Regions from separate parts of the Hordeum vulgare genome. Here regions 1 and 2 are each linked to region 3. Evidence: chromatin contacts called from public Hi-C data. All regions are on one chromosome and are shown on one strand. The core of a region is the stretch at or near the end of the contact, and the rest is flanking DNA. Distances in the headings are between cores, read along the strand shown.

What was found. A called contact is a pair of places that touch in the nucleus more often than the background predicts.
Region 1: a contact with region 3 is called in a Hi-C map of seedling, with 4 times the contacts expected there. The contact joins the promoter of LOC123411704 here to the promoter of LOC123408742 in region 3. A contact is called at or near these places in 2 of 6 Hi-C or Micro-C datasets (leaf and seedling) and 1 of 1 datasets of contacts at active chromatin or transcription factors (embryo).
Region 2: a contact with region 3 is called in a Hi-C map of seedling, with 3 times the contacts expected there. The contact joins the promoter of LOC123410563 here to the promoter of LOC123408742 in region 3. A contact is called at or near these places in 2 of 6 Hi-C or Micro-C datasets (leaf and seedling).

What each region holds. Positions count from the first base shown.
Region 1 is chr7H:222,248,393-222,251,126 of MorexV3_pseudomolecules_assembly, reverse strand. LOC123411704 (peptidyl-prolyl cis-trans isomerase FKBP16-3, chloroplastic) reads right to left here and starts at 1,297. Exons shown (of 6, transcript XM_045104668.1): 1 at 796-1,297; 2 at 586-669; 3 at 442-491; 4 at 285-333. The coding sequence starts at 1,152.
Region 2 is chr7H:222,299,887-222,302,932 of MorexV3_pseudomolecules_assembly, reverse strand. LOC123410563 (PHD finger protein rhinoceros-like) reads left to right here and starts at 1,381. Exons shown (of 6, transcript XM_045103507.1): 1 at 1,381-2,210.
Region 3 is chr7H:221,922,022-221,924,770 of MorexV3_pseudomolecules_assembly, reverse strand. LOC123408742 (probable RNA methyltransferase At5g51130) reads right to left here and starts at 1,324. Exons shown (of 8, transcript XM_045101789.1): 1 at 938-1,324; 2 at 217-331. The coding sequence starts at 1,171.

The DNA.
Region 1 (2,734 bases), core at 48-2,547, 330 kb before region 3:
GGTAAGCAATGAAGCAAAACTGCTAGTTATCGGTCTACAATTGCAGATGACAGAGATGATCATGAAATTCATTTAGTTGTGCTATTTATTAGCAACAGGGGTTATATCCATTGAAGATGAAGGTGAGAACTGTCAAAATAAACAGTGTTTGCTAGGCTCAGATCAGTTCAGAGCTGTATTGGGTTAATTTTAGTCGTCATCTTGAAGAGGGGCATGCAATGGCTGTGTGCCTCGCTTGATGTAGAGGTCGGGGCATGCAATGCATCAGATCCTGCAGTAAATACCTGTCCGGCGCCAACACGGAATATGTAGGGCTGGCCTTTCTCCAGCGAGCTGCACAACACAACAAACCAATTATGTGCATTTTGCAAGTCCTGAACAGGCAGACGCTGAATGCACTGTGAGCCTGTCACCCATGAAATGTGTTGAGAGATCTCTCACCTGTCAAATATCTGTCCGTTTGGCACCATGGCGATGCAGTTTGCAGCAACCTACACGCGTGGTGGTTCGTGAGTGATGAAGAAGCTTACGCGCTTGCACGCAATTGTGGAAAGAGGGCAAAAAAGAAGAGGTAATGGTGAGCACCTGGAAGCCAATGGGCGGACTCGGGCCTCGGCCGACTTTGATGTCCTTGTACTGCAAACCGGATTCCGTAGTCACCATAGGCAGCTGAAAAGGCAGGAGCGAAAAAAATAAAAAATTTGTGGCCTGATTCCATGAATTCTGCAGGAAATACTGCATGAATCAAGCAAACGAAATGCTGCATTCCAACGAAGTGGGTCATGGCGAACGTACATTTTCGAGCTCTGCCTCGCAGGCGGCGTCGCAGAGCTTGGGCTTCTCCTCCGGCGGCAGCCCGCCGGCGACGGCGTCGAGCGCGGCCTGCAGGCAAAACGCGGACGAGGACACCCCGAGAGCAACCGCCCCGACCACGCCCCTCCGGGTGACCACGCCGCCGCCGTTGTCGTCAGCTCCTCCGCATTGCGGCAAGCTTCCGCCAGCGGCAGCCCTGCAGCAGCACGGCGCCCAGCTGTTGCCACCTCTGACGAACGCCCTGCCGCCGCCGCTGGGAAACCAGGCCCTCGAGCTAGCGCCACGCGGCCCTGACGGGAGGAGAATCGGCGAGGCCGAGGAAGAGGCGGCAGCAGCCATTGGATTAGGGAGAGGTAGAGGGGGAGGGGGGAGGAGGAAGACGGCGGGGGAGAGGACCACGGACGAGCCGACGAGAGAGAGTGGATAGAGCAAATTAAATCCGTCCAGCCTCCACCACTCGCTGCGCCTGCGCGCGTGCAGCACCACGCACGGGGCACGGCGGCCATGCGACGCGACGGGGATCAACGACCGATGTGTTCAGCCTTGTTAAAGGACCCCGACGCGCGAACGCTCGTTTTTTTACCATGGCAATGTGTAACCGTGGAGCAGCTCCAACCGGCCGATTCAAACCAACGATGATTTCATCTATTTTTTATTCGTTTGGATCCGCCTGACGGACACCAACATTCGTTTCCGCATTTGGATCGGCACATACGTCCAACGCTGGTCCGATCTATTTTTATCCGTGCGTGAAAATAATAATAATCAAACATTAAACCGGACACGAAGGCCGACGAGAGTCCGCGGATCCCCGTTACATTATAAATGAATAGGAAAAAACACTAGGCGTCCTCGTCATTGGCGGCGAGGTCGAGCTGCGCCGGACCAGGGACGGGCTGTGTCGGCGGGGTCAGTGCTGGTGTCGGCGGTGGCGCAGCACGGGCGCGCTCGTTCGCCAGGCGCAGTGCCATCTTAGCATGAAGGTAGGCGGCCTTTTTCAGGAGTAACGTGTGGGGATAGACGACGAAGGTGTTCTAAGCGAAGCCGGGCGTGCTCGTGCGCCTGGCGCATCGCCTTCTTAACCTGGAGGTAGGCGACCTCCTCTGGGAGCATCGCACGGGCATAGACGATAAATGGTGTCGCCGTTGTCCATGGCTACGCTGGCGCGGAAACAGATGGCCGAACTCCACCGCACACTCGGACTAAAAAAAGGCCGACCACGGTCGCTGACGCGTGGGCCCAAGGAGGGCGGCCGTCATTGTTGACCGTGGTGGTTGGGGCGGATACCGAGGGGGGGCGTCCGCTTCGCGTCTGCCCCGACGCATTTTTGTCCCAAATTTTGGTCGGAAATTTGGATAGAGCAATTAAATCACCGTTCACCGCCCATTTAAGGAAAGCCTCGTCGTCGATGGCCATGTCCAGGTGCTCCTGCTTGACGGGGAGGAGCGTCGGCTCCGTCTTTGGCTTGATGAGGCAGGAGGAGGTGCCACGCTAGTTGATGACGATGCCGCCGCTGCGCATGCGCCGCCCTAGCGGCGTCTCCTGTGGTTCCGGTTTGATGGGAAGGAGCGCCGGTGACCCGGAGGAGCGGGAGCGGGAGCCGGACGAGGAGGAAGACGTCGTCTCCACCCGCGTTAGCGTCCAAGAACTGTCGCGGTGGCGGGAGAAGGCGGGCGGCAGAGGGTATTCGAACCGCGGCGAGTTGCCGCCCTCGATGTGCTCGAGGACGACCTCCAACGTCCGACCGAGGATGGCTCGCCATAGGCGGCGCCCTTGGAGTTGTAGCAGCCGCGGGGTATCCCAGTTGGTGGCGGCGAGCTGGTCGGCGTGACGATGTTCGAAGTACATCGTCCACATCGTGTTGCTGTCGGGGGCGTACCTCGGCAGGTTCCGCGAGCTCTCCGACGGTGATGACCAGATG
Region 2 (3,046 bases), core at 132-2,631, 380 kb before region 3:
GTACTATTTTTATCACATATGACCCACCTTTCATTCTCAAAAAGCACCTAGGAGCACGTGCTAGAGCTGGTTTTTCACGAAGAGTCCACTTCCCTTCTCTCTCCTCTTCTCTCTCATCCAACTCAGCAAAAAAAATAAAGGCTTGTTTGGTTCATGACTAACTTTGACACAACTAACCTTAGGCAAAGTGTGGCTAACAAAATGAACACCACAAGTGTGGCAAGATTTGGTAAAAAATTGAGTGTATGACATGTGGACCATATAACTAGAAAAGTGTGGCAAGCCACAAGTGCGGCAATGAACCAAACACATGCCTAAGGTATTGTGGCATGACAACCTTAGGCCGGGAACCAAACAACCCATAATATTTTAATCCTTACAGCCTGCTGACCGTATCTTATTGTACTTGTTTTAAGTATGAACTATTATCCAGCAAGCATACTTGCGTGCATGGAATTTAGCTGTAGTTTTGGACGATGCACCTACATATATGCATAAAAATAGTCTGGCAATTGGTTTACCAACCGGCAGTGCATATGCGTCAGTATGCATATTATACAGTGGTTACGAGATCCCCATCAGTTAGTACCACTATCATCGAGGCAGCGACTGCATTATTATTCCCAACGCTGACCAAAATGCATATGCATGGGAATCATGGGATGGGGGCAACTCTGTCCGTCTTCTGTACTGTACTATCATGTCCGTCTTCTGTATCATATAAGTATCTTGGATTATGCAGCTCTACAGGATCTACAGAAATGTTCCTGATTCGTTAAAAATGATGGGACTTTTTTTGTAACTTGGATAAGGAAGAGCAGGCTCACTCAGTGGGTCACTGCGTTGTACGATTACAAGTAGTTTTCTTGAAGTCAAACTAGTGCATTCCTTCAATAATAATAATAAAAAAAGAGTCAAAAGTGTCGGCAATGAATACAGTTGTTAAGCTGGGTGCTGCAGCCGGTGCTACCGTTGAGTCGTTGACCAAAGAAATTTTAGTTGCCGCTGGAAAAGCACACTTGTGCTCGGTAAGAAACAAGAACGAGCAAAAAAATCTCTTTGTCCTCCTTTGGTTTGAAGGAATCTTATAGGAATTATATAGGATAGGATTTCTATAGAAAAATAAATACTTTAAAGCCTTTTGGTTTGTAGGAACAGACTCCTATTACTATGGAGATTCTTTTTATATCCTTCACTTTTCATAGGAAAATAACATTAGCCTAAAGAAAATAAACCATTTGATGTAAATCAGAGGGCATCTTCTTTTCTAATCCTATTCATAGGATTTAAGATAGCACATGCATCTCAATTACTATGAATTTTCTATTTTTATTATTTTTTACCCTATTATATACCAAAGGAGGCCTTACATTGTCAAAGAAGTAGTTCAGAAATGTCTTGATTTTATTTTTTTGAGCCGTGACAGTAGAATAATTGTTCGACGGAAATTTTGAAAAATATTACTAGTGTGACAAGCGAGAACAAATAGTACTACTAGTACCAGAACTCATGTTTGTACGCTTTCCTTGTAATGCCACGTTGCTCATAATTCACACATGTCACTGAACTTGGGACCTTTTTCTTAAAAGGTTCACTGTTTTTTTATGTTTGTAACAAAAGATTTTTACCCATGCATGTCCTGGGAACTCTGCCTTGCTCCCATGGAAAGGAAAGCGACGCCTGACCTTAACCAAACCCATACCCACTGACTCCCCGGTCCCAGCCCAAGGATACGGGCCCCCTAGACACAGAGCGCTTTTGCACGCCACAATAGAACAGTGTTGCTGATCTAAAAAAAACAGTGTAGTAGAACAGTGCTGCCTTGCCCTTCCCCTCTTTCTTTCTCTGTGCCTGCTGCTGCTACTGCTCGCTGACCGCGTGCGCTCAGCTCGAAGACCTTCTCTCCCCTCCCTCTTCTCTTCTCCTGACAAACAAACCATCTCATCTCATTTTGGAGAGAGAGAGAAGAGAGAGAGAGAGGCACCGTCGCGGAGGGCCAACGGGAGGGATTCTTGGATGTGACAAGCCGAGCTTTCCCGATCAAAGCAGGCCGCGAAAGCCGCCTCCCTCGCTCTTCCATAGAAGGCACGAGAAGAAGCAGTCGTCTTCTCCGCAGCGCACACCCGTCCTCCCCTCTTCCTCTTCACTTCACGGGAAGAAGAGCTAGGATCATCTGTGGCTCACGGGACTCACCAGGCTTGCCTCAAGAGGTGCGTGCGTCTGTACTCTGTACATGTCTTGCCTTCCTGATCCTCGCCTCCTTCAGTCCTTCTCCAAAGCAGGGAGATTTGTCAATGTATCATCTTTGCATTTTTCTCCTCTTCCTCCCCTCAACATGTTCTTCCCCGGGAGGTTGGTTGGGCGAGCGGTTAGCGTTGCTCCCTTTATTTCATTTGATTGATGATTTGATTCTGGGGCATCAGACAACTACATTTGCCATGTGCCGTATGCTTCAGCAGTGCCTGCCAGTGCCAAGTCTCAACATAACCACTTGTTCTGCTCAAGATTCGCTGCTTCACCCCGTCCCTTTTACCTCTGTTTGTTTATATGAAGTTCTGGGCTGGGCTGGGATGGAAGATAGGGCTGCTTTGGCTGTGTTGCTGGATCTGCTCATTTGTGCTCCTGTTTATCTTCCCACTGCCACTGAATCAATCAAACCCCTTCCTTAAAACACCCTAACACTGTCCGTCCCTACTCTCTCTCTCCAGCAGCAACAGTTGCTGGCATTTATGTGTTGCTTTACTTCCTTTCAACTATAGTAGGAGTACTACTAGTAATGTTGGGTGAGTAGGTACACTCATCTTCCCATCCCATTTTCTCCCTCAACTTGAATGGTTCTGGGCTTTCCTGGTTCAGCAAACGGCATTGCATGGTTTTCTACTGTACTTTCACTATCCTTTCTGTGTTTTCTACTGGCCGCTGGGTGGTGACATTTGGTGACAGTCACAGTACCTGTGTGTTCATTGTGAGCCTATAAAGAGGATTTGCAGTACACACTTGCTAGTAGTTTGTAGTATTAAGCTATCTACAAAGCTGGAACCTTTAT
Region 3 (2,749 bases), core at 75-2,574:
CAAAGAATTACAATAATTAGCTAAACAATGTTTTTGTTAATATGGATAAGACTTTCATATTCAAAATAGAAACTAAAACAATGTAACTGCACAGTAACAGAAGTCTGGTAATTCAAGAACAGAAGCTATAACATTGAAGTTGAAAGACATGGCAATAAGACCGGAAGATCATTAACCAAACAAAACAGAACAAAATTATTATCCCCAGAACATTACCTAGACCGATTGTGACCAAACCTTGGTTGCATCCAATATCAAGACAATCCTTGCCTGCAAACCACTCCTTCTTGAATATCTCAAGACGGGGATCCTCACCAACATTACGATCAATCTGTTGAGCATCAAGAGATTGAAGTTATCAGCTAAGATTTGTTGATCCGGCCATTGACTGCCTTTTTGTCGTATTAAGTGAACTATCATGTGCAGCATATAGAACAATTAAATGTCCAATCTAATGAAAAGACCCTCTATCCGTCTATCTGCCTCCTTTGAGCAGGTGAATTTAGCATAAGTAGATCTGTGAAAACAAGTACGTGCAACTAGGGTCCGTGCTTGCTTACTTCTTCTCTGCCAATTGCCATTACAGTAACACCTTGGGGCATTTACTAATCAGAAATTATACTGCATGTCCAATATGGGGTTAAAGGCTCAAAGCAGTGGTCTCGTTCCAAAACTCAAGTTCTGCAAGCTCTGAGACACAGATCAATGCCGAAACCTATCTGCGCATTTCATCAAACAGCTTGGGCGCGTCCTAAGCAAAAGCTCCAGCGCTTTCAACAAAGAGTCCTAGTCCGTATAAACCATCCCAGTCCCAGGAACATAGCAATCTCCAGCAAATCATTTCACCAGATAACTCCACGGCATGCACAACACATTGAAGATTCACCGTTTGTTAGAGAGGCCACCGAGTGGAGGGGAGAAGCGCGGTTCAACTCACTCGGTAGCCGTAGTAGTTCCTGTAGTTTCCGTAGATGAAAGCACCTCCCTTGTTCTTCCGCTTCTTCCCTCTACGTCCACCCCCACCACCTGCACCGCCGCCGCCGCCGCTGCCACCGCAGCCGTTACCTCCTCTTTCCTGTGCGTCGCTCTGTTTCCTCTCCGCCTCGCCTTTGGGCCCGTTGACCGCGGAAGGTGGCTGCGCGACGCCCTCCGGCGCAGCTGTGGTGACCATCCTCTGAGGAGGGGTGGCTCTCTTCGCCGCCGCGTTGTTTCGCTTCCCGCGGACGGTAGTGGGGAACAGCGCGCGGACGGCGAGGCGGAGGAGAAGAAACCCTTCGAGGCGCGAGGCTTTTGCGGCGCCGACTTGAGCAGGGAACAGGAAGAGGCCAGCGCAAAAAGAAAAAAGGAGGAAGGACCCGGCGAACAGACCTGGCCGGATGGGTCGGTACGGCACGGCCTGGCCTAAACGGGCCAGGCACTGCACGGCCCACCCAGGCACGCCTAATATAAGGGCCGTGTAGGGCTGGCACTCGTGTCCACTACCTGGCCCAAATACGGCACAACGTGTAAACGGGCCAACCCTCAAACCTTCAAAAAAACATGTAAACTGGCCGGCACGTTAGCCCACCAGCCCGCCTGATTTTGGGTTGTTTTTGGTCTATTTGGGCTATTTTTAGGAGCCAATATATAAATAAAGTTTGTTATTTTCTTCATGCACCAACTACGGCTCATTCGACTTTCTGCTAAACACATGCTGACATATGTAAAGAATATCTTAAGTGTAGGCCTAAATTTTAGCAAGTCATCACCCAATGTTGTTAGTGTTTTTTCTGACTCTGACTGGACAGGCTGCTTAGACGATAGAAGGTCTACAGGTGATTTTGCAATTTTCTTTGAGCCTAATTTACGATCATGATGTGCAAAAAACAGGCTACGGTTTGAAAATCAAGTACTGAGACAGAATACAAAGCATTGGCGAATGGAAGAGCGGAAATTGTCTGGGTCAAGTCCATGCTAAAGAGCTTGGAATATGTCACACACACACTTCATGTCTTTCATGTGATAATCTTGCTGCCATATATTTATCTTCTAATCTCATATTTCATGCAAGAACTAAGCATATCAATATTGATTATTATTTTGTGAGAGAAATAGTTGCCGACAAGGAGTTAGAGATCCGGTTTGTCCACTCAAAACATCAAGTTCCATATGACTTTATAAAAGCTTTGTTCACAAGACCATTTGAAGAATTTATGTGTAATCTTAACTTGGTGAAATTCTGATTAAGGAAGGGTGTTAAACACATCATACAGTTATGCGCATAACTTGTGCGTATCTTGTGTTTCATCGCTCAGTTAAGAAATAGTTAGAGATAGACATTTCATGTTTAACTTATGTTATCTCTTATCTCTGTCTCCCCTCTATAATCTCCTCTTGGTTGGACCCTCAACTGAACGTCTGTACCCATGCGAGAGATCCTCCCGGCAGACCAATATCTCTCCCTAATAATAAAGCAAATACGGTTTCTGATCGTCCGTCATGGAAATTACCTTTAAAGTTTGCATAAATTACCCACTATGTCACCGGTAAGTAATAGAAAACGTTTCACAAAGCACAAAATCTTGGACTGGTCCGGCCCATGTAAAAACCTCCTATATTATGCTCTGCATGCTGGGAGAATATCCAGCACACCGTATGGGCCGGCCCATGCACAAGCGCCTGCTTTTAGTTCATTTACTTATTTATTTTCAGTTCCGTTTTATTTTTTGTATTATAAATAATTTAGAACTTTAAATATTCTTTAAATTTT